6 separate regions of the Mus musculus genome follow, and regions 2, 3, 4, 5 and 6 are each linked to region 1. A link is a contact called in public HiChIP or PLAC-seq, Micro-C and promoter capture Hi-C data. All regions are on one chromosome and are shown on one strand. The core of a region is the stretch at or near the end of the contact, and the rest is flanking DNA. Distances in the headings are between cores, read along the strand shown. Region 1 holds the start of Rfc4 (replication factor C (activator 1) 4). Region 2 has its middle 28 kb from the start of Rtp1. Region 3 overlaps Tbccd1 (TBCC domain containing 1). Region 4 holds the start of Masp1 (mannan-binding lectin serine peptidase 1). Region 5 has its middle 26 kb from the start of Rtp1. Region 6 holds the start of Dgkg (diacylglycerol kinase, gamma).

Region 1 (3,243 bases), core at 172-2,671:
ATAAAAGTGAGCAAATGTGAGAGCTTGGAGCCAGAGCCGTCTGACTGGAGAAGCTGAACCCTAGGTCCTCCCTTCCCCACCTCCTTGTTAAAAAAAAAATTATATATATATATATATATATATATATATATATACATATACATATATATATATACACACACATACATACACACACATGCATACATATACACACATAGATAGATAGATAGGTAGGTAGGTAGGTAGTTTTGGAGTGGTAAGATGGCTCAGCAGGCAAAGGCACTTACTGCCAAGTCTGATGATCCAAGTTTGACACACGGAATACACAGGGCAGCTAAGAACTTACTCCACCTGGGAGTCGAAGCATGCTTGTGATGGCATGCATCCTCCTTCCTCAACGATAAATTTTAAACATGTGAAAACTATAGATCTATGGGCCGGAGTATAGAACAGTGGTAGAGTGCTTGCCTAGATTAAGGTTAGCGAGATTCCCAACAGGTAAGTGCGAGCTTTCAAAGCCCGATGATCTGAATGGGACCACCACTTGCTTTGCTGCGGGGACGGCTATGGGATGAGTTGGGGGCAGGAAGAGGGGTGATATAGATGAAGTACTCATATTTGAACTTCTCAATAATATTGAAACAGCAAAATAACACACACGAGGACCTTGTTTGACTTGTAAATAACCTGAAGATCCTTAGTGATCAAAGAGGTTCCACGTAGCTGACGGTTCTAGTATCATCTAGCAAATGACAATGTAGTGGTACTTAACATCAACAACAAGATCCCAACAAATTTCACCATATACATACAAGGATAAAAGTCAGATTTCAGTGGAAGTGTTTATAGCCAGCTCACAGAAACATTGCTTTCTTCGTTTCTGTAGGGCTCTAAAACTGTACACTTTATAAACATCTTAGGTCATCTATATAACTAAAGAATTAAATTCAACTACTGTATCACTCCAAGGACTAAGACTTATTATTGGGTGATACCGCGTCCCCCTACCCCTCAAAGGTGTGATCTAAATATAGCAAAGTCCCCCTTACATTAAAAAAAAAACCCCACTAGCACTTATTAGTTATTTCAACAAAAGTACAAGCAGTTCTTACTATTTTTCCACCCAAGGAACTGGTTTGACTTTCTTGGTTTCTCCACTGCTTCCTGCAGTGGCAGGTGTCCCCCGGTCCTTGGTCAGTTGTGCTTTGGCACTGACAGATGTGCCTTTCAGAAATGCCTGCATGGCTTCTTCTCCTGGGTATAAGACAAAAAGAAACCATTATGGGGCAGCTCCCCTTGAAAGGACCCCTAACTTTGTGCCTAGAGGGAAGGCGGAGGTCACATCCCGGTCCCCGCCAGCCTGTAAAAGGCTGAGAACACTCAGACCCATCACTTACAGTCGTCACCGTCCCCCTGGCACCGCGGTTCCCGCCACAGAACGGCGGCGAAAGGCATGGCGGGAGCGCGCCACGCAATAACGTCACTTCCGGCGCGCGGGTGCCAGTGACGCGCTCCCTTTTTGGCTAGCGGTGGCTAAGCTCGGCTTCTGGGTGCATCTGGGGCGTTCCGCGGAGGTGATCCTGTGTAGACTCCGCGGCCAGACCTCGGCCCAGCAGACACTGCAGAGCGCGGTCGGGGAGGAGCCGACCTAAGGAGAAAGCTTTGCTCGAAGGACCGGGCCTAGGGCGGGCCCACGCTGGGAGAGGCTTTCATTAAGCCAGTGGCTTCTTGGGTTTGCTGCCATCGTCCGTCAGCCCGGAGGTCAGGGCCAAGACGTGCTCACTTGACCCTTCGCCGGAAGGGGACACTGTGCGAACTACTGCCCTGCCCCCGATATTCAAGGACACAGAGCAAACTGCTTTTTAGAAGTGAAGCTAGAGAGAAGGCTCAGCGGTTTAAGAGCATTCACTGCTTTTGTGGAGGACTTCGGTTTGATACTTGGGGTTTTGATAGCCATCTGGTGGCTCACAACTGGAACTCCAGTTCAGGGGTCCAACGTTCCCTTCAGGGCTGCAGACCCTGAATACGTGTGCTGCACGTACTTGCACGCAAGCGGAATACTTAAACACACACAGCCCGGGACAGATGTCTTACAGTCAGTAAAATCAGCTTATTGTAGGGAGGGAGGACCATCTTCTATGGGCATTTTGTAATTCCCGAGACCCACTCAAAAACCTCGTGATCGGGCAGGAGATAAACTCATCAGTTAAAAGGACTTGCTGCTTTCCCAGAGGACTGGAGTTTGCGTTCCAGCATCTTGGGGGGGGGGGGGGGTGGACCAAGCGAAAAAGAAAGAATTTGAAAGCTTTGTAGTATATACCAACTGTCAGCAGACAGCTTGTCCTGTGAAGGATTTACTAGTCCAAATGAATCTTTCAGTTCTTAGCCAGCCTCTGCCCTTAGATGTCCTCATGTTAGCATAATAAGTTCCTAGTGTAGCTTTGGTAGCAGAGGTGGTTGTCACACGAGTCCAACAGCGACGACTGCTCCAGTAACTGCATTGCTGGGAGCTGAACTTGCCAGCCACAGGAGTGAAAGATAGTCACCCTTCCTGGATAGAACCCCTGAGCCCTCAGGGGGTTCAACTAACCTTTGCCCTACAGTGGATGAAATGTCATTGTTTCCACCAGAAGTAGAATTTGTCTAATTGTGCTCATTTTCTAGAACCAAAATTCTAAAAGGCTGCATTTCATCAGAAGCCTGTGCAGGGTTTGGCAGAAGTACACTTTCAGTCCCAAAACAGACCTACAAGGTCAGAATCTCTGGTGTCTGGGACTATGTATTTATAAGGTCTGTGGTTAGTGGACATAATGTTTCTGCTTCCTCCAAACCTCAGATGGAAAACCTCAATGTAATCAATCCCCGGTGTTGTCCTCAGTAATTCCAGGGTTAATGCTATAACAAGAGACTTTGTTCTTTTCGGTTTTCGTTCCCCCTTGAGATGGTTCTGCAAGAGATCCTACCAGATGGTGCTTAAGCTTAAACTTGCCAGATTTAAGAACTGGGATTCCAGTAGAGGGGCTGAAGAGATGGCTCAGCGGTTAAGAGCACTGACCTCTTTCCAGAGGTCTTGAGTTCAATTCCCAGAAACCACATGGTGGCTCACAACCATCTGTCATGGAATCTGAAGCCCTCTTCTGGTGTGTCTAAAGACAGCTGCAGTTTGAAGATGAGCTACGGTGTACCCGTATACATAAAAAAAAGTCTTCAGAACAAAACAAAACTAAGCATAGCTGGGCGTGGGGGTGGCATGTGCCTTAAATC
Region 2 (3,275 bases), core at 470-2,969, 270 kb after region 1:
TCATCCTCAAGTCCTCATGGGCTCTGCAGCAGACACAGAGGATATTCATCAGGTGGTGTGAGAGGCTGCACTTTTGTCTGTCTGAGCTGGGTGACCTTGCATGGGTAAAGAGAGTCCTGATCCAAGCCTGAAGCCAACATGGAAAGAGCCAATAACCTGTGTTTCTCAACACCCCCACAGCAGCAAATTTCCCATCACACCCAGCCGAGTTCATCCTTCTGTTCCTAGCTCTGTAGGATGCTGCTTGCTCAACTGCCTACTTAGCTACTGCCTTAGTTAGGTTCTATTGCTGTGAAGAGATGTCATGGCCACAGCAACTCTTATAAAGAAAAACATTTACTTGGGGCTGGCTTACATATTCAGAGGTTTAGCCCATTTTCACCGTGGTTGTGCATAGACAGATAAGATGCTAGAGAAGGAGTGGAGAGCTCTGCATCTGGACCAATAGGCAAAAGGAAGTGAGTGGTAAGCCACCAGGCAGGCTTGAGCTTCTGAGACCTCAAAGTCCAGCCCTTAGTGATGCACTTCTTCCAACATGGCCACACCCACTCCAGCAAGGCCACACCTCCTATTAGCACAGTTCTCCGTGAGCCTATAGGAAGCTGTTTTCTTTCAAACCACCACGGCTATGTAAAATAGAAAATAAATTCAGTTAAACTACTAGTGCTAAGGAGTTGATATAACCTCTGACCCCAGATGAGTCCATGGTTTGACTAATGCCTCCAAGTTGGGAATGTAAAGGCCCTAGAACTTTGTATGCCTTAACCCAACTGACGCCATGATGGAAGCATCATTCAGGCTTTGGAACGCAGCCTGTAGGTAGCAACATCCACCAAAACAAAAACAAAGACCTAATCCATCAATGTCCATAGTTCTGGAAATGTCTCTAGATGTACTAACCTTGTTTTTCGGCATCTGTAGTTCTGCTTCTGGCTAGCTGTTCTTGTTGACTGAGGTGTGTCAGCCCAGTTTATGGCTTTTGTGCTTAAAAGCTCACCCTGAGAAAAGTTCAGGTCTGTACTTGGGTCCCAAACACCCAGTATAGTCGGTGGTTGGCTAATTCTGTTGTCTTGAACCTGTGCCCGAGTGGTCTTCCATGCCTCCTAACAGCCTGACAGAAACCAGGTTGGCCTTGAACTTAGTACATTGTCAAGGCTGGCCTTGTGCTCTTAATCCTCTGTCTTTGCCTCCTATGTGCTGTGATTATAAGTGTGTGCTGTCAAGCCCCAACCTCCAAAAAGACAATTTGGGCTCAGCTCAGGCTGAATTCCGACCCAGTAAGCACTTAGCATTCTTCAGAAACCTTGTAAAGTGAGTTTCTGTTAGCTAATACTTTTTCCTCTGCTACTACAGTCCCCCTCGGTCCCCCAAAATCCAGAGCCAGCATCTAGTCCTCTATTTACTCAAACAAGCCACCAACAGATCAGAGCCCTGTGCTAGATTCCAGCTGTTCCAGATAACTGCCCTCCCCCTCCTCCTCCTCCTCCTCCTCCTCCTCCTCCTCCTCCTCCTCCTCCTCCTCCTCCTCCCCTTCCCCCTCCTCCCCTTCTTCCTCTTCCACATAACACATAGTAACCAGCAAGAGTCTCCCACTATCTTCATGCTCTTCCCTACTCCTGCAGCCCTGGCAATAACCAGGCTGCTGCTCCCCCTTCCTGCTCTCTGTGCTACTCTCTCTGTCCCAGAAAGGCAGCCATTACTGACTCCCCCAGATGCCGCTGGCTGTTCTTTCCCTTATCTACAATACCACCTTCCCCCAGTAATGAATCAGTCACGTTGACAAGGTCTTCACTCTACAAGGTCTTCACTGTCCTCCTCAAATACCAACGCCCACAGGCGTTCTTCTTATTTCCTTAACCTCTTCTTTCCTTCTCCTAGTCTCACAAGGAAGCAAGCCATTACAGATTGTGGCTGCTGGGAAATCAAGGAGGAAGGGAGGTGGAGGTGTTTGTAGGTTTGCCAAATGAGAGTGAGTGAGAGTGGGAGAAAGCGCCAGGATTCTTTGTTCCCTCCACTTCCTGCACTGTCTCCCCCACTAAGAGTTAATTCAGGGGCAGGTTGGTCACCTGGCCAAGGATCTATCCCTCAGGAAGAATTGGCCCACCCTAAGCCAATAATTATCCCTTTACTGAGGCAAGGCATGTTTTCTTCCCAGACACCCCCCACCCCCACCCCACCCCAGCACGGTCTCCTTCACAGTGCAGCCATACAGCTCTATAAGTCTGAGTTACTCACACAAGCGTGACTTTGCTTTTCTTCTTCCTGCCCCCTCTCTAAGCATGCTTTTCCTAATGGTCTGGGCTTTACTTTTCTAATGCTTTGCTTCCTGCCAGGTGGTCGCTTGCCCTCCCTGTGTCTGAGCTCCATATCTGTTTAATTCAAACAGCATGGCTGTGCCCTTCTCCATTCTCCTCTGGGCAAGATTTCCAACTTGCTACCTTATGATTTTCCTTCTAAATTCTAATAAAATTGTCCTGACATTTTTATCTCATAAAGGTCCATGATTCACCAAAGAATGATACCCAGGACTCAAATAGTATATAAAAGCAAAGAGTGTTTTATTCTGCAGAAGTCCAGAATGCTGGAGTCTCCTGTTCCAATGTGGGGATGCCCATGTGAGTTTGCAGGCCCAATTTAAAGTACATCAGGGAGTCCCGGGGAGGTGTAGGTAGGTAACCTCTATCTCTTGGCTCTATCTCTGGGGACATTCCAGAACCATTGCTGGGGAAGTCTGAAAACTGTTCCCGAGGACATCTGGAAAGTGATGCTGACCGTGTCCTTACCTCAGGGCCAACGGCAGGGTAGCTTCTGAGGTCTGGACTTGCCCGGGTCTTGGAAACAGAAATTTAGGCCTAGTCTCCTGTTTGAAGCCAGCTTGAAGCCTGCCACGGAGTCAGCGTGTCTCAATCTGACTGTTTTTAAAATTCTTTTTATCAAAGAGACCAAGACCCACTAAAGGGGGCCCCAATTTCCCTTATTTTAGCAGCAGTGTTACAGTTTGATGTAAAAGATGTGAGTGTGAGAGAGACAGAAAAGACAGACAGACACCAGGAAATGCACACATGTTTATTAAAGAACAGTGTGAACGCCTTCTGATTATGAATCCTTCCCCTGCCAGGCTGTTGTCCGCCACCACCACCCGCCCCACCCAGCATGGATGGCATTCCTGGGGGAAATTTTAATTCTTTGAGTCCTTTGTTTGAATAGGGTGGTATATTTATAATGTGTGTGTGTGTGTGTGTGTGTGTGTGTGTGTGTGTGCGTGTGTGTGTTAT
Region 3 (3,273 bases), core at 771-3,270, 290 kb before region 1:
CCTCTAAACACTGTAGTTAGATTTACATTCTGGAGTGTTATTTTTAAAAAATTTTGTTAGCACATATTCATTACATGAAACAATGGGCTTTGTTATGACATCATCATACACATAAATCATATACAATAGTAAGATCTATCTCATTCCATTTTTCTTTTACAGTTCCATTAAACATATACACATTTTCTTTATTCTGCTGTGGAAAACTAAGCTGACTCTATATTTTGACTGCTACGCAGTATATCCATACACATGGCTCTCAAGAATCTAGATTGCTATCTAGATACTAGATATCAATCCATTAGATGCATGGTCTGCATTTTTCTCATTCTGAGATGTCTGCTCACTCCTCTGAAATCTCCTTTCACTGTGCAGTTTGAAATCTCACACAGCCCCCATTAGCAACTCTTAGCTTATGCCCTGTCAGGCTCCCAGAGTCCTCTCCAGCAAATCCTGGCTACGTCTGCATCATATGCTTTCTCCTTTAACAGTTTTAGAGTTTCAGGTCTCTGGTACATTTTTGGTTAGTTTTGTTCCAAGGGCAGAGGGTCTGGTTTATGGATATCCACTTTTCCCAGCACCACTTACTGAAGATGACAGTACCTCTCCAATGTGTTTTTCATGTGTCTGTTAAAGATGAGATGGCTGTAGCTGTGCTTGCGTTTTTCTCTGGGTCCTCTAGTCTGTAAGTCTACATGCTTGTTTTTGTTACTATGGTTCCATACTACAACTTAAGATCAGGTATTGTGGTATCTCCAGCCTTGCTCTTTCTCCATAGAGCTGCTTTGGCTATTCAGGGTCATTTGTGCCTCTATATGAATTCTAAGATAATTTTCCCTCATATTGCAAAGAATTTCATCAAAACTTTGAATTGTGTGAAGCCTGTAGATCACTTTTGGTAATATTGCCATTTTATTTACATATATATATTACTTCTGTTGATCTGTGAGGGTTGGTGCCATTTTTCTTTTCTGTGTCTTCTTCAATCCCCTCTTTCAGTGTTAAAGTGTAGAGGCCTTTCACCTCCTTGATTATGCTTACTCCAAGGCTGGCTGATTGCTTTCTTCTTTCTTTCTCAGCAAGTTCAATCTTAGAAAATAGAAAAACTACTGATTTTTGAATGTTTTTTTCTTGTATTCTGCTTCTTTTCTGAAAGTGTTTGGTGGAGTCACTAGGATCTTTTATAGATAATATACATGCATTTTATTTATTTATTTATGTATTATTTTGAGGCCAAGTTGTTTAGGCTGGACGTAAACTCCCTCTGTAGCACAGTTGCCCTGAGCCTATGATCCTCCTGCCTGTTTGGCAGCTCGGATTACACCTGTGCCATGAGACCTTGCTCAGACTAAGCCTGTGTCCTCTCAATCTGTCATGATGAGCATTAAAACCCAACACGGGATATCGTGGGAGACCATGTTCCAACTATGGTCCAACCACAGTAAGTGCACAAAAGCACAGGGAACAGTGACCATCAAATGCTGGAAGGCAGGGAAAACAGGCAATGTCAAAGCTTACAAAGCCTCAGTCGTACAAGGTAATTTAGTTCTGTGGGTCTGTACTACAGAGGTGGGTACCACGCCTCTAGCTAACAATACTGCAATATAAAGTTTTCTAAAAAGTTAGAATGCATGTGCTCTTAATATATACACAAGTAAAATAATAATGCATGCTGGAGAAATTTAGGAAGGTGACAGATGGACCTGTGGCCGTTACCATGGTGATGGCTTCGGCGTAAAGACCTGCTCTCAAGCTCATCATGGGAGGAGAAGACACCGGTTCCCTCCAATCTGCAGCTCTTCCCAGCTGTGACAAGAATAGGCATGATCTACAAAGAAGCTATTTCTTCCCACAGGAGAAGATGTAGACTTTGTCAAGCACACCCTGGAGGAGAGCTATGGCTCAAGTGTAGCCTCTGTGTAAAATGAACAATAAACTGTTGTTACATTATGTAGCCTCTACATTTCAATGTTTCCTTCCCCCACCCAGCAAAGCCATTTAACACTAAGTAGCTCCAAAATACAGAAATGTGGTTTCTTGAGTCACTGCTCACACAAGAGCCCAGAGATTCATCCTATCAAGTGCAGCTGTGTAGGACTGTTGATCAAATAATAAACAGTTATCAGCCTAAGCCGCTGTTGCTATAATTAATGTACTATAAATAATTAATATACTCTGTGAAGTCATTTCTATCATAAGAATGAAAAACCCTCAAGCCCTTTTCTGAACTTGTATTCTGACCTTTTTGCATACCAGTCATTCCTACTAGCTATGGAGTCGATGATGGCAGAGGTGCTGGTCTCTGTGGTTTGGGTGAGTGAGTCATGAGTTGAAGTTGGATGCCCAGCGTGGCAATGTGAGGAGACAGTGGATCTGTGAGAGGTCTGTGGGCCCTAGTGGGAGGTCTCTAGGTCTTGCTGAGTACTGCCTTCAGAAGAGATGCAGTTCTTCCAGGATTCTTTGAGTTAGCTCTTGCAAGAGGGTTGTGCCCATACCCACCTAGAGATTTATAGAAGGCAGAATTCAAAAGTGACAAACTGGGGTGCTTGGCAGAGAAAGTACTGAAACAGCAAAGCTGCCAAGCTGCCCCTGGGTTACATCTGAACTGCAGAAAGAAGGCTTTAGAAGCACCATCTAAAAATAGAATTTCTCAATGTAAAAGGAAACAACGCAAAAGGATTTGAAAGATTTACAGCTCCTCCAGGAAAGGAGCAAAGAAGTGCCACGGAGAGGTGCATCCAGGAGGGATCAGCATGGATAAAGTGAGGCCAGAAGCACGGGGACAAGAGGAAAGGGACTTGGAGGGCACCTCAGAGGTCTGCAGAGCTACCTCTCCACCACAGGCTCAGGGCCTTCAGACAGAACTGTCTGTCTCGGGAACAGGCTCCGAGCACTCTCTGTAAGCTCTCACACACTGCTCCCTGCTTTCCAGAAGAACACACTTTAGCCACCTTAGCTATGTCAAGCAGGCCCAGGTACAGCTGATGAACTGATCCAGATGAGTAATCACCAGCATTTAGTGTAATGTATGCTGGAGGCACGTGTAACATTAGGGCTAGGGAGACACAGCAGTTTCCACACAGATTTGAGAATAAAACAGAAGGGGTCCTGTTATCCACTATCCACTGCCAACAGACCCTGAACAGAAATAATGGGACATCCGCCAGGACTCTGGAACTGGGAACTACCAGTCTACAGTGTCAGTCTGGGAAAGCTGCAGTCATGAGACTCTAAGCTGAGAGCTGGAGTATGAGCTGAGCCTAGCAGAGTCAT
Region 4 (3,290 bases), core at 202-2,701, 390 kb after region 1:
CCTGGGAGGGTTGTCCTAAATTGAGGGTTAAGCATATACAACGGTGAGCTTTTGGGATGGCTGAGGCACAGGTAAGGCAGAATATCATTCCACAGTACAAAGGAAGAAAAGCCATTGTTTCAGAAGAAGGGAAAAATGAACAAAACCAAAGGACAACTTTACAAGATCAGAATGACGGAATGAACTTTTAGAGACAGCTCTTCCTCCTAGGCATAGGTCAATGCAATCCAAAGTTACACAGATGGAAGCTCACTCTTTATTGGCCCTGGACTGAGCAAGTTACCAGGTGACTGAAGAAAAGAAACAAATAGAAACTTTCCTGATTTAAAGGAAAGCGAATGGAAAATAGGTGTGTAGGGACTTAACACATCTCCAGAGTGTGTTTCCTTGCTCTTTTTGACACTTACAAGTGATAACAATAATTAGGATAGTTGGGGTTTCAGACTCTGGTAAAGCTTATAAGAAATGCCTGGTGAGGAACATGAAGGGACACAAGAAACAGGGAAGGTTGAAGAGCTTCAAGCCCATTAGAATTTAAAGTGGTAGGTTTCTGAATCCCACATGCTCCTTAAAAAAACTGTGGTGTCTCTTTAAGAGCCATTTGGTGCATTTCCTAGCCTGATTCATGTCACCAGCTGCCTCTGATTTCAGTGAGAAATGCAGAATTTATAGGGAACTGTAAAATGGGGACAGGTTTCTAGTTTTCTAAATTGAGGTTTAACTGGCAAACTTCTGAAGGCTCAAGAAACCACAAGTGAGGCTGTGGGGGGAACTGTTGTCTTTTCCGGTCAGAAAAAAAAAATATAAACACACAAACACATTATCTAACTCTCAAAGTGTTGGGAGAAAGAAATCAGTGCTCTTTGCCGAGCAGCAAAAAGAAGAATCAGCCTTGTGGGCAGGAGGAGGAGGAGGATCGCATTGGCCAGTAGGCAGCACCCTGTGCTGGCAGAGAGAGAAATCTGAGCCTCAGCCTCGCCAGGAGCAGGCTTTGCACAAACTATCTGGTTTCAAGTTGCGACTCTCCGGAGTCCCTGGGAAGGTGCCCCAGGGACAGGGCCCCCAGGATTGATGAGACTCCCCCATCCCCAGCCGCCCAGAGGATAAGCAGGTGAGTCTGCCTAGAGACAAGGTCAGACCCAGCGGGCTGCTCTCCACTCGGTCCCCTGACCAGGCACTCACCTCATTTTCCTGCTCTGTGAGCTCCTGGCTTTGGTTCCTTCTGCCAGACTTGTCTGTGAGCTCGTCCCAGTCCCCGGTGTGGTGTCAGCGATGCCTTATCTTTGTTCTGAGGTCCCTGTGTGTCTCTGGAATTGGCTGGCATTCTCCATTCAGGTCACGCCTTCTCCTGCCTGCAACAGATCCCCTCTCCCCCTCTCCCTCTGGCTTTCCCTCTCTCCTCTCTCTGTCTGAGCTTATGTACACTCGGAGGGACCTGACAGACTGTTTCCTTGCAAGATCTGTTAGCCAGTCCCCTCCTAGGGAGGGACTGCAGCCCTTGAGAAAAAAATCTGAGAGACTTAGAGGTGTGTGTGTGTGTGTGTGTGAGAGAGAGAGAGAGAGAGAGAGAGAGAGAGGAGAGAGAGAGAGAGAGTAATTTCTCTTCAGCCTCCCTTGCCTGATGGCTATAATTGTTCTACTTTAGGACCCCAGCAAAAGAACAATTAAACAGAAACAGCCAACTAAAAAGGCAGTTCTAGGAGATTATAAAAAAGAAGGCAGATTCCAAGCCTCAGCCTGTTCGTGGACATCCACAGGTTTTTTTTTTTTTTTTTTTTCCTTCTGAAAACCTCGTGGCTGGCCCCGCTGGTGAGGGAGCACCAGTTCCTGCAGTTGGCTACTTACTCTCCCCACTTGAAAGGCTGCTGCGTGGCACTGTCTAACTGCAAGCATGCAGAGATCTAATTTACCCAGTTGGGAAAAAGGCTTCAGCAAAGCCAGAGAGCCAGGTGCCCCATGCATCTAGAAAGAACTGTGCCTGTGTGCTGTCAGTGCCTCAGGCCCCATAGAGAAACGTACAGCAGATCTATGCTGAGCTGAGTAATAAGAGAGCCCTCTTCCTAAAGACAGCACCACATATAACCCTCTCCACAGCTAACCCCTACTGTAACTCCACCACAGTATCATCTCTGCAGTCCGACATCTCAGTCCGACAGAGGCCCTTCCACAGTAATAACCCCAACACACAAAAGTGGCAGCCTGCGCTGAAGGGCGTGTGAGGTGGGTGGGCCCGCTCACCTGCATCATTTCAGCGCCAGGCACAAACGCTGTCTAAATCACTTCCACAAACTTCTGAGGGTTCTCTCTGATGGATCTTTTCCAGGTGGGAAAATGATGTCTTAACAAGATTATAGGACTGGCCAAGGCATCCAGGATCCCACTACCACTTCTGGAGCCATTGCCACCTCAAGCCAGCTGTTAGAAGAGCCACTGGGCGCTAACCCTGGCCCCACTCGTTCCTTCGAGAACCTTGTCCAGGCCTGTGGTAGCATTATAACTCCAGTAAAGAAAGTGCCCAGAGGAAGTGGTCATACACTTAGGAAGGGAGGAAGAAGTCCATCTCTCATGGGTTCCATGACACCACGTCTCGGTAACGTATCACAGAGCACGTGGCGTTTGCAAACCACATACATCCACTAACAGAGAAACCGAGTCCTGAACTATTTCAAGCGCTTTAGATGCTGATCCAGACTTTAACGGTGATCTATGTTTTCTGACCAACCTGGCTGCGTACAGCACTGTTTCAGATCCCATCTCTTTGTTCGCTGAATGGAAACTGTAACGAGGCACAAGTGAGAATTTGAGGATGAGCTGCTTTTCAGTCATGCAGAAGGCCACCTGCCACCTGAATCAAGGTGCCAAACACATTCTCCACCCTGAGATAGCTCTCCTTGACGTATTTTGGGGGGAGCAAAGATTTGACATTTACTGTAACCCCTTCTTGTCTTTCCTCCAAGTTCTCCAGTTTAGCTTTCCTGAGTGCCAGCCTTGTGTGATTGGCATGATTATGAGGCTCTGGCTGATAATGTAGTGTAAGTGTGTGTGATGAGGAGGGAGGTTTGAACTCAGGCATTGCCCGAGAGAAATGGTCTCTGTTTCAGGCAGGACAAGAAAGAAAACCCTGTAAAATCTCCATTAAGCAGACTGTCAGGCTCTTTAGACATCAAATAACTCTCACAAAAAAACATTTTAATGATTTAAGTGTAAATGAATCAGAAACACATGGGCTGCATTTCTTTTGGAATACACAAGGGTTTTCAAACCAAAGGAGAAAGAACTTGGCAAGACGC
Region 5 (3,222 bases), core at 26-2,525, 330 kb after region 1:
GTTTGTATATGCCTCCTTCATCTCTGCTCTGGAAGCTGGTGCATGTGACTTTAAGAAAGAGAGATCTTTCTTAGAGCACTGAGACTCCCATACCTTATCTTAAAGATGGAATTCACAGTTCTTTGACAAACTAATCATAAACAGTTTCTCAATGGAAATGGATGATCAAGATGCTAAGTTCTGTATACTAGGTATCTTTGAAAAGTAAGAATGTTATTTTTTTACACTATGTGGTTTTGCCTGCATGTATGTTTGTGTGCCACATGCATAATGGGTACCTGTGGAGGACAGAAGAGGACATTAGATTCTCTGGAACTGCACTTACAGACAGCTGTGAGGCAACAGGTAGGTATTGGGTATTGGGAATTGAACCTGGGTTCTCTGCAAGAGTAACAAATATCTTTTACAGATGTTTCATCTGTCCATTGCCTAAATGCTAGGTCCTGAGACAGCCTACCACACTGGCTCTGTAGCCAATTCTCATTTATTACTTTCCCTCACTATAAGAACTGAATGGAACATTTCCCCTTAGCACACACCCTCTGTTGGTTCTTGTTACAAGGGTACATCTAACATCTAACATCTAACATCTAACATCTAACATCTAACATCTAACATATAACATATAACATATAACATATAACATAACACTGTCTCCAACAGGAACATGAAGATTCTCCTTGGGATGGCCCTCCTAGGAAAGTGGGGACAGGAAGGCATGTCATGAGGACATGCTGTCAGCATGTGCTGGCGTCACTGACTAACTACTATTCATCCTTTGGGAGGCCATCTTGAACCTTTTGCCCCCTTTTCCCTGGCAAATCTTGTAGCTAGTTCACAGGAGACAGCATGTAACCACTTGGAAGCTCACGGGTGAAACAATGGATGATTGCTACACAGTCAAAATTTTAAACTGTGATGAGATAACATATGTACAAGGATTTAAATATGGTGAAGAGTTTAGAACACAGGCCCATAATAGAACCCAGGAAAGTAAGAGCCAGGCAGTTTTTAGAAGAAATTTAGGAAGTTTGATGCTATCTCTAGTCCCCTTCACCTAGAAGTGTACAATGACTCAGGGACTGAGGATGTTGCTCGGGCCCCAGACTTGGAGCCATGGCTCCTTAGGTCAAGTTCAGGATTCATTTCTGAAATCATAGGAGGGTGGCTTTCAAATGCAGTGGTCAAGTTCACTTCTGCAGGGACTGTGCTTCTTGGAGCCTGGCCTGTTCTTGCTAATTTGGTATGCAGTCTTCGTGGTGTGCAGATGAATCACGAGCCTGCTGGGTACCCGCACTCGCTGTGTTCTGGGAGAGTTTCTGTATTCTGAGGTTTTTACTCTATGCCAGACACATAGAGTGGTATTTTGAGGCTGGAGCCCATGACCAGTTAAACAAACATATCAAACTTTCTGTGACTTTGAGTCCCATTAAATTTTCAAGTTGAGTTTGGCCCCCATCTTTTATCATTTCCTTCCTCCCGGCCTCTAAATCCTAGAGCAGGCAGTATACAGCAGGAGGCCCAACGCGTGGCCAGGAAATGATTGCTTGCAGGATATAAATTATACCTCACCTCCATCAGGTTCTCTGGAAACCTCTGTAAGAACTGCTTCCCCCAGCCACTGACGATGACCATGGTTCCTGTTGGACACAGTATGAGGAGAGAGTGAGAGAGGCTGAGGTGAGGGTGCTGAAGATTGCCCTGCCAAGGGCATCATCCTCTGCTGGAGGAGAAAGGGCTGAAATGGCTCCCTCGGAGGGAGAGGGTGGGAGTGCTGCTGAGGTGGAGGGCATTGCTTCTGTGATGGGTTACCTGGTTTCTTGGTTGATCTACCTCAACCTCCTGGCAGCTGGCAAGGCGCTGAGGCTGTGTGAGAGCTGTAATCTCACACATCCTGTTCCCCATGTCTACAGTATTGTTAGGGTGTAGGAAGGAGGTGCCTGGGCAGAGGCTATGAATAAGCAAGGAGCCCAGCATAGAGAGCAACAGGTCAGGCAACATTTTCTCCCCTTGCATCAATTTAAGCCTCAGACTCCATATCTGTGAAACAAAGAGGTAGGACTTGGTAATCCCTAAAACTAGCCATGACATCCTATAAGTTTATGAAATCTCAGATGTGGGGACAATGTGAATCCGGGCTAAGGGTAGAGAAGTCATTGTATTCTTATTTAATAAGGAGGCTTGGATGCAGAAAACATGGCTACATTTAAGTTCTGAGACCATTAACTGTGCTTCCACACCTGCTCCTAAGACATGATGTGCCTCAGCTTTTCTCTTTTCCTTCCTTCCTTCCTTCCTTCCTTCCTTCCTTCCTTCCTTTCCTTCCTTCTTTTCCTTCCTTTCTCCTTCCCTCCCTCTCTTCCTCCCTCCCTCCCTCCTTCCTTCCTCCCTCCTTCCTCCCTTCCTTCCTTCCTTTCTCCTTCCCTCCTTCCCTTCTTTCCTCCCCTCCTTTCTTTCTTTTTTCTCTCTTTCTTCCTTTCTCACTTTCTTTTTTGCATTTTATTAGTTCATTTTATATTTTTATAATGTATTTTGATCATATTCATCATCTCTCTCCCATCTCTTTCTCCCAGATCTATCCACTCCTTCCCTGCTCACTCAACTTTGTGACTTTTCTCCTTTATTTTATTTTATTTTATTTTATTTTATTTTATTTTATCTTTTTCCTTTCCTTTCCTTCGCCTTCCTTTTTCTTTCTTCCTTCCCTTCCTTCCTTTCTTAAACCCTACAGATCTAATCTGTTTAGCCTGTGTTACTATTGGGCATGCGGCCTTTCACTGGAGTGTGGTTAGCCCTCCAGAGGCGGCACCTTTAAATTAAACTGACTCACCTTTTCACAAAAGCTCTCAATTGCCAATATCTCTTCAGTTAGGGTGAGACTTTGTGCCTATCTCCCTTCCCCATGATGGGATTTTGTCTGGCTTGGGCTTGCAAAGGTCTTATGCGTAGTATCACATGTGCGCAGTTGCTCAGTTATGTCCAGAAGAGAGCCTCCCTGTAGGCATCCATCACTTTCTGCCTGCCTCTTCCGCAGAGATCCCTGAACCCTGGCCTGCCAGGGGTATGACACAGATATCTCATTTAGGCCTGAGCAGTCTTATTCTCTGCAACTTGACCAGTGTGGGTCTTTGGGTTAATCTCTATCTTCTGAAGAAAGATGTTTTTCTAGCTTGAGTTGAGAGGTGCAGTAATCTATGGGCATAGCAGTAAGCCACTCCGAAA
Region 6 (3,593 bases), core at 228-2,727, 470 kb before region 1:
CACTGAATCCCAGGCACCAAGATAACAAAGTCGATGTCCCCTTCCAGACCAGAAGGGCAGACTACTGTCCCTCATGATGTTTGGAGGTGGTCATTGTACATCTCTAGATCTATGATGTGTCCCCTAAGGCCCCGAACCGAAAGCTTGACAAACAGTTCTCCTAGGTCCTGCTCCCCACAGGGAGGCCATCGTATGCTAATGAGGCACGGACAGATAATCTAGCAGCCGGGACAAGTGAGTCCGCAGGTCCACCCAGCACTCTTGAACGCCACTGTGGTTCAGTCACATGTCATCTGGCCCCTCAGCAGACCCTCCTGGTGCCCTCCTCCTCCCACCCCCGGCGACTGAGGGAGGGGTCTCTCCGCTACCTAGCTACCCAGAATTGCACAACGGGACTGCTTGCATATGGTGCTTTTCTTCCCTGTCCACAGCAGGGATGGAGGCAGAGCCCCTGAATCACCTGTAGGGCTTTTACGAGCTCCACAGCCCCCTCCTCAAATTCTAGTTCACTAGTTCTGAAGAAAGAGACATCAGGAGATATGTGTGCGGGGGTCTTGAGGAGTTCTCGTGTATGTCCCACGGCCTCACAGCCCCACAGGTAATTCTGGAGGTTCCCTTATAGAGATACCAACACAGACAGGTCTTGTGACCCAAAAGAAACAGGCCGATATTAGATTCCCACGACGCTACCCCTTTTATTTGCCAAGGTGTCTGTATTCTCTTCAGCTTCTCTCTAAACCCACCACCCTAGAGGCTTTGAACTTGGAGTGTCCCAAAGTCTCAGAACCCTGCGAGACTGTCAGAGGCTCTGGCGGCCAGACAGCAGAAAGACATTCTCTGCTCCCCGCAGCCCTCGGGTTCCCTGTGCCGCGCTCTGGATACCCTGGAGTCAACGTAAGAAAGGATGGCATTTGACCAGTTGCTTCAGCAAATTGCCCGAAGCAAGGCCGCTTGTCCTCTGCACACCTTCGCTTCTGCACCGACCACATAGGGAGGGGGCCCCACCCTGCCCAGTCCACTGGCGCATCCCCTCTGGCCAGGGTTTGTGGCAGGTGGCGCGGTCAAGATGAGCGCAGGGGCCTCGTCTGCAGTTCCTTTCCCTATCGCGGGACCCACTCTTGCTTTGCCCTGGCTCTCCAAGTTGCTGCCGGGTCCCCCCAAACTGGTGATCCCTGGTTCGCGGTCGCGGTCTTACCTCACCATGCAACACTTGGTTGCGCGCTTGCCGGGGGCGCTCCCTCCTAGCCGCTTATTCCCTTACTTGGGAGGAAAGAGGAACCGAGAGACAGAAGGGGACCGAAGCGGGCGCCCGGGCGATCTCCCGGTGCAGCCCTCTCTGGGGCGGAGACATCAGGCAGCCACCAGGGTTGGCGCCCCGGGGTCTTCCGCCTTCGCTGCTGGAAGGGAAGGCTGCCTCTGCTACCCGCTACGGCACTGCGGCTCTGCACCCTGTCCCTCGCAGCATCGCAAGTCCAGCTGCCACTCTCGCTGCGGAGCCCTGCCCCCCGGGCGCAGTGCCCGCCCCCGCCACACACCCGCGCGCGCAGACACACGCGCACCCCACAAACACACTGGTGCACACACATAAACACGTGCTGCGCGCACACTCGCACACCCACGGATGCGTTGGGTGGGAACCTCTGTACATGATCAGGGCACTCCTGGCTGGCAGGGCTTTGGTCAGAGTGCTGGTTGGTGGCTGTGAGAAACCAGCTGACATCAAGGTAGAGGACATTACTTGAAAAATACAATGTCCTCTGGCTGTTTACGTTCCTTAACCTAGAAACCTAGGGGTCTGAGCTGCCTAAATATTCCAACCAAAGCAAAGAAAAATATATTAACATAAAAATAAATCAACAAGTTCTCTGTTTTCTAGGAACTCGCTGTCTCTGATGTCCATTGTCATCGATCCCGTCCAGAAGGACATTTCTGACAATCTTGACCCAGTGGCAGCAGATTGGTGATTATTTCTCCTCTGCAGGCATACATGGTCGGGATCAATCTAGCTAAGCAGAAAGGGGCTCTGATGGATGGGTAAGGTCTCAGGACTAAAGATTATGATTTTTCTCCTTTGTCTTTGCATGACATTGGGTAGTCTTCCTACAGGACAAATAAAACACTTCTAAAACAAACAAAATATACATGCACAAGAAAAAAGAGAACTAGAAAAAAAAAAGGAAAAGTAGAAAATTAGAGAAAATGACGTGGGATTGAGGATAAGGCCCAAGAGGCTGCAGTGGCAGAGGCACGGGGACCTGTGGGACCTTTTCTTTCCATGACGCGGGTGTCTGCGTAGGGTGGCAGCAGCGGCGATGTTATTTCAACAGAATGACTTTTGTCAGTTTCACACCACATTTAGAGTCACCAGGAGTTTACTCTCATCTGTAAAATATGTGGAGTTCACCCGTTTCCACAGCCAAGAATTCTCTTCTGCCAGTGGGCAGTGGAGGTCCCTGTGTGGAACTGCAGCCAAGAAAAGCTTTTTTTTCGGAACGCAGAGGAGCAGGGGACTGTGTGTCTAGGCATCTGGGGAGGAAGCTGCAGACGTGACTGTTGAAAAGCACTGAAAGACCCAGTGGTTAACTCATCCCTGGCCACTAGCAGGGGGTGATGGAACCAAGACAGAACAGAAGTCCTGAGAGCTCTTACACTTCCTTCCGCATGATGATAAGGGCAAAGCCAATGGATGGATGGATGATACCCTGTGCTCACACTTCATCCACAATCCATTCTTTGATCCAGGGCCCCTGGGTAGCTTCTCAGAGCTGCCCTCAGCCAGGCTGACACACTTGGTGTGAGGGTGTTCTGTAACACGTGTGTGAGTTTGTCCTTCATCTTCTTGTTTCCATGTCAGGTACTGACTTACTCATTCCGAGAATATTTATTAAAGTTCCTGCTATCTTTTCAGGCACTTCGCACTGACTCCCGTCATGGACCTCACCTGGGAGAAAAGAGGAATGGAAAGACAGAAAGGGCTTAGAAATGTTAGTGTCTTGTCTTTTAAAAAGGCAGGCCCAAGCACAGGCTTACTGTACACATACTCACAGAACACAGGCCTACTGTATACATCTTCCTTGAGCATAGGCTTAATGTATATATGTTCACCAAGCATGGGCCTACTGTATACATCTTCACTGGGCATAGGCTTACTGTATACACCATCTCCATTGAGCTGTAATCTTACTGTATATGTCTTTGCTGTGCTGGGCTGAGTGACTGTGGAAGATGCAGTTCTTCTCTTCTGAATTGCATCCCTGAGGAGGCAACCACAGTTGCACATGTGTCACAGAAAACCATTTGTCTCTCCCTAGTCCGGACTCATTCTAGAGAAGGCTAACTTGAAGGAGAGCCTGGATAGGGAAGGCATGGCTGCAGGCAAGAGTTGGGACAACATGGAGCTTTCTGTCTTTGACAATAAGGAAATAATAAGCTTGATAGCATAAATGGGGAAGGCAGGCAGAAGTAGAGTGTAGCGATCCAACTTGGCATGCTAGGGAAGTTATTATATAATAATAAGAAACTCTGCAAAGGGTGCCAAGCAAGAATTTGGAGAACAGAAATGCTTATAAAGATTGGTAAATAGGTGCTTGTTC

The links. Promoter capture Hi-C pulls out the DNA fragments that hold promoters and counts their contacts. HiChIP or PLAC-seq counts read pairs in DNA pulled down with a chosen protein or histone mark. Hi-C and Micro-C count contacts between places; a contact is called where the count stands out from the background.
Region 2: a contact with region 1 is called in an H3K4me3 HiChIP or PLAC-seq map of pro-B cells, with 4 times the contacts expected there. The contact joins the enhancer-like site here to the promoter of Rfc4 in region 1. A contact is called at or near these places in 6 of 39 promoter capture datasets (the C10 cell line, cranial neural crest, maxillary cranial neural crest and 3 more), 2 of 15 datasets of contacts at CTCF or cohesin (the NIH/3T3 cell line and large pre-B cells), 10 of 484 Hi-C or Micro-C datasets (the AtT-20 cell line, the G1E-ER4 cell line, Th2 cells and 5 more), 22 of 115 datasets of contacts at active chromatin or transcription factors (the 230-238 cell line, the SCID.adh cell line, T-cell acute lymphoblastic leukemia and 10 more) and 3 of 9 other capture datasets (adipose tissue, embryonic stem cells and liver).
Region 3: a contact with region 1 is called in a FOXA1 HiChIP or PLAC-seq map of pancreatic cancer cells. The contact joins the enhancer-like site here to the promoter of Rfc4 in region 1. A contact is called at or near these places in 4 of 39 promoter capture datasets (embryonic stem cells, frontonasal cranial neural crest and neural stem cells), 1 of 15 datasets of contacts at CTCF or cohesin (the NIH/3T3 cell line), 6 of 115 datasets of contacts at active chromatin or transcription factors (the SCID.adh cell line, bone marrow-derived macrophages, embryonic stem cells and 1 more) and 3 of 9 other capture datasets (adipose tissue, liver and pancreatic islet).
Region 4: a contact with region 1 is called in a CTCF HiChIP or PLAC-seq map of the NIH/3T3 cell line, with 7 read pairs. The contact joins the promoter of Masp1 here to the promoter of Rfc4 in region 1. A contact is called at or near these places in 3 of 39 promoter capture datasets (the 3T3-L1 cell line and neural stem cells), 1 of 15 datasets of contacts at CTCF or cohesin (the NIH/3T3 cell line) and 1 of 115 datasets of contacts at active chromatin or transcription factors (the SCID.adh cell line).
Region 5: a promoter capture Hi-C map of the 3T3-L1 cell line shows a contact between it and region 1, with 4 times the contacts expected there. The contact joins the enhancer-like site here to the promoter of Rfc4 in region 1. A contact is called at or near these places in 1 of 39 promoter capture datasets (the 3T3-L1 cell line) and 4 of 115 datasets of contacts at active chromatin or transcription factors (the SCID.adh cell line, T-cell acute lymphoblastic leukemia, craniofacial prominence and 1 more).
Region 6: a Micro-C map of embryonic stem cells shows a contact between it and region 1, with 3 times the contacts expected there. The contact joins the promoter of Dgkg here to the promoter of Rfc4 in region 1. A contact is called at or near these places in 1 of 39 promoter capture datasets (hippocampal neurons), 1 of 484 Hi-C or Micro-C datasets (embryonic stem cells) and 1 of 115 datasets of contacts at active chromatin or transcription factors (microglia).

What each region holds. Positions count from the first base shown.
Region 1 is chr16:23,126,309-23,129,551 of GRCm38.p6, forward strand. Rfc4 (replication factor C (activator 1) 4) reads right to left here and starts at 1,422. Exons shown (of 11, transcript NM_145480.1): 1 at 1,377-1,422; 2 at 1,092-1,233. The coding sequence starts at 1,222.
Region 2 is chr16:23,399,967-23,403,241 of GRCm38.p6, forward strand. No RefSeq gene overlaps it. Among named protein-coding and RNA genes, the nearest start is that of Rtp1, 28 kb to the right of the region's middle. Within about 2 kb of position 1,720, at least 31 of the 459 cell types and tissues checked have an H3K27ac peak or open chromatin away from gene starts, as enhancers often do. A contact at or near this core is called in the G1E-ER4 cell line, the SCID.adh cell line, pre-B cells and 1 more, where this site is marked.
Region 3 is chr16:22,837,336-22,840,608 of GRCm38.p6, forward strand. The region is part of intron 2 of Tbccd1 (TBCC domain containing 1); the gene reads right to left. Among named protein-coding and RNA genes, the nearest start is that of Tbccd1, 19 kb to the right of the region's middle. Within about 2 kb of position 2,021, at least 60 of the 459 cell types and tissues checked have an H3K27ac peak or open chromatin away from gene starts, as enhancers often do. A contact at or near this core is called in the NIH/3T3 cell line, bone marrow-derived macrophages and pancreatic cancer cells, where this site is marked.
Region 4 is chr16:23,519,364-23,522,653 of GRCm38.p6, forward strand. Masp1 (mannan-binding lectin serine peptidase 1) reads right to left here and starts at 1,452. Exons shown (of 11, transcript NM_001359083.1): 1 at 1,183-1,452. The coding sequence starts at 1,187. It also overlaps a transcript of Rtp4 not described here.
Region 5 is chr16:23,453,291-23,456,512 of GRCm38.p6, forward strand. It overlaps a transcript of Masp1 not described here. Among named protein-coding and RNA genes, the nearest start is that of Rtp1, 26 kb to the left of the region's middle. Within about 2 kb of position 1,276, at least 24 of the 459 cell types and tissues checked have an H3K27ac peak or open chromatin away from gene starts, as enhancers often do.
Region 6 is chr16:22,655,754-22,659,346 of GRCm38.p6, forward strand. It overlaps Dgkg (diacylglycerol kinase, gamma), which reads right to left and starts at 1,478. Exons shown (of 25, transcript NM_138650.2): 1 at 1,196-1,478.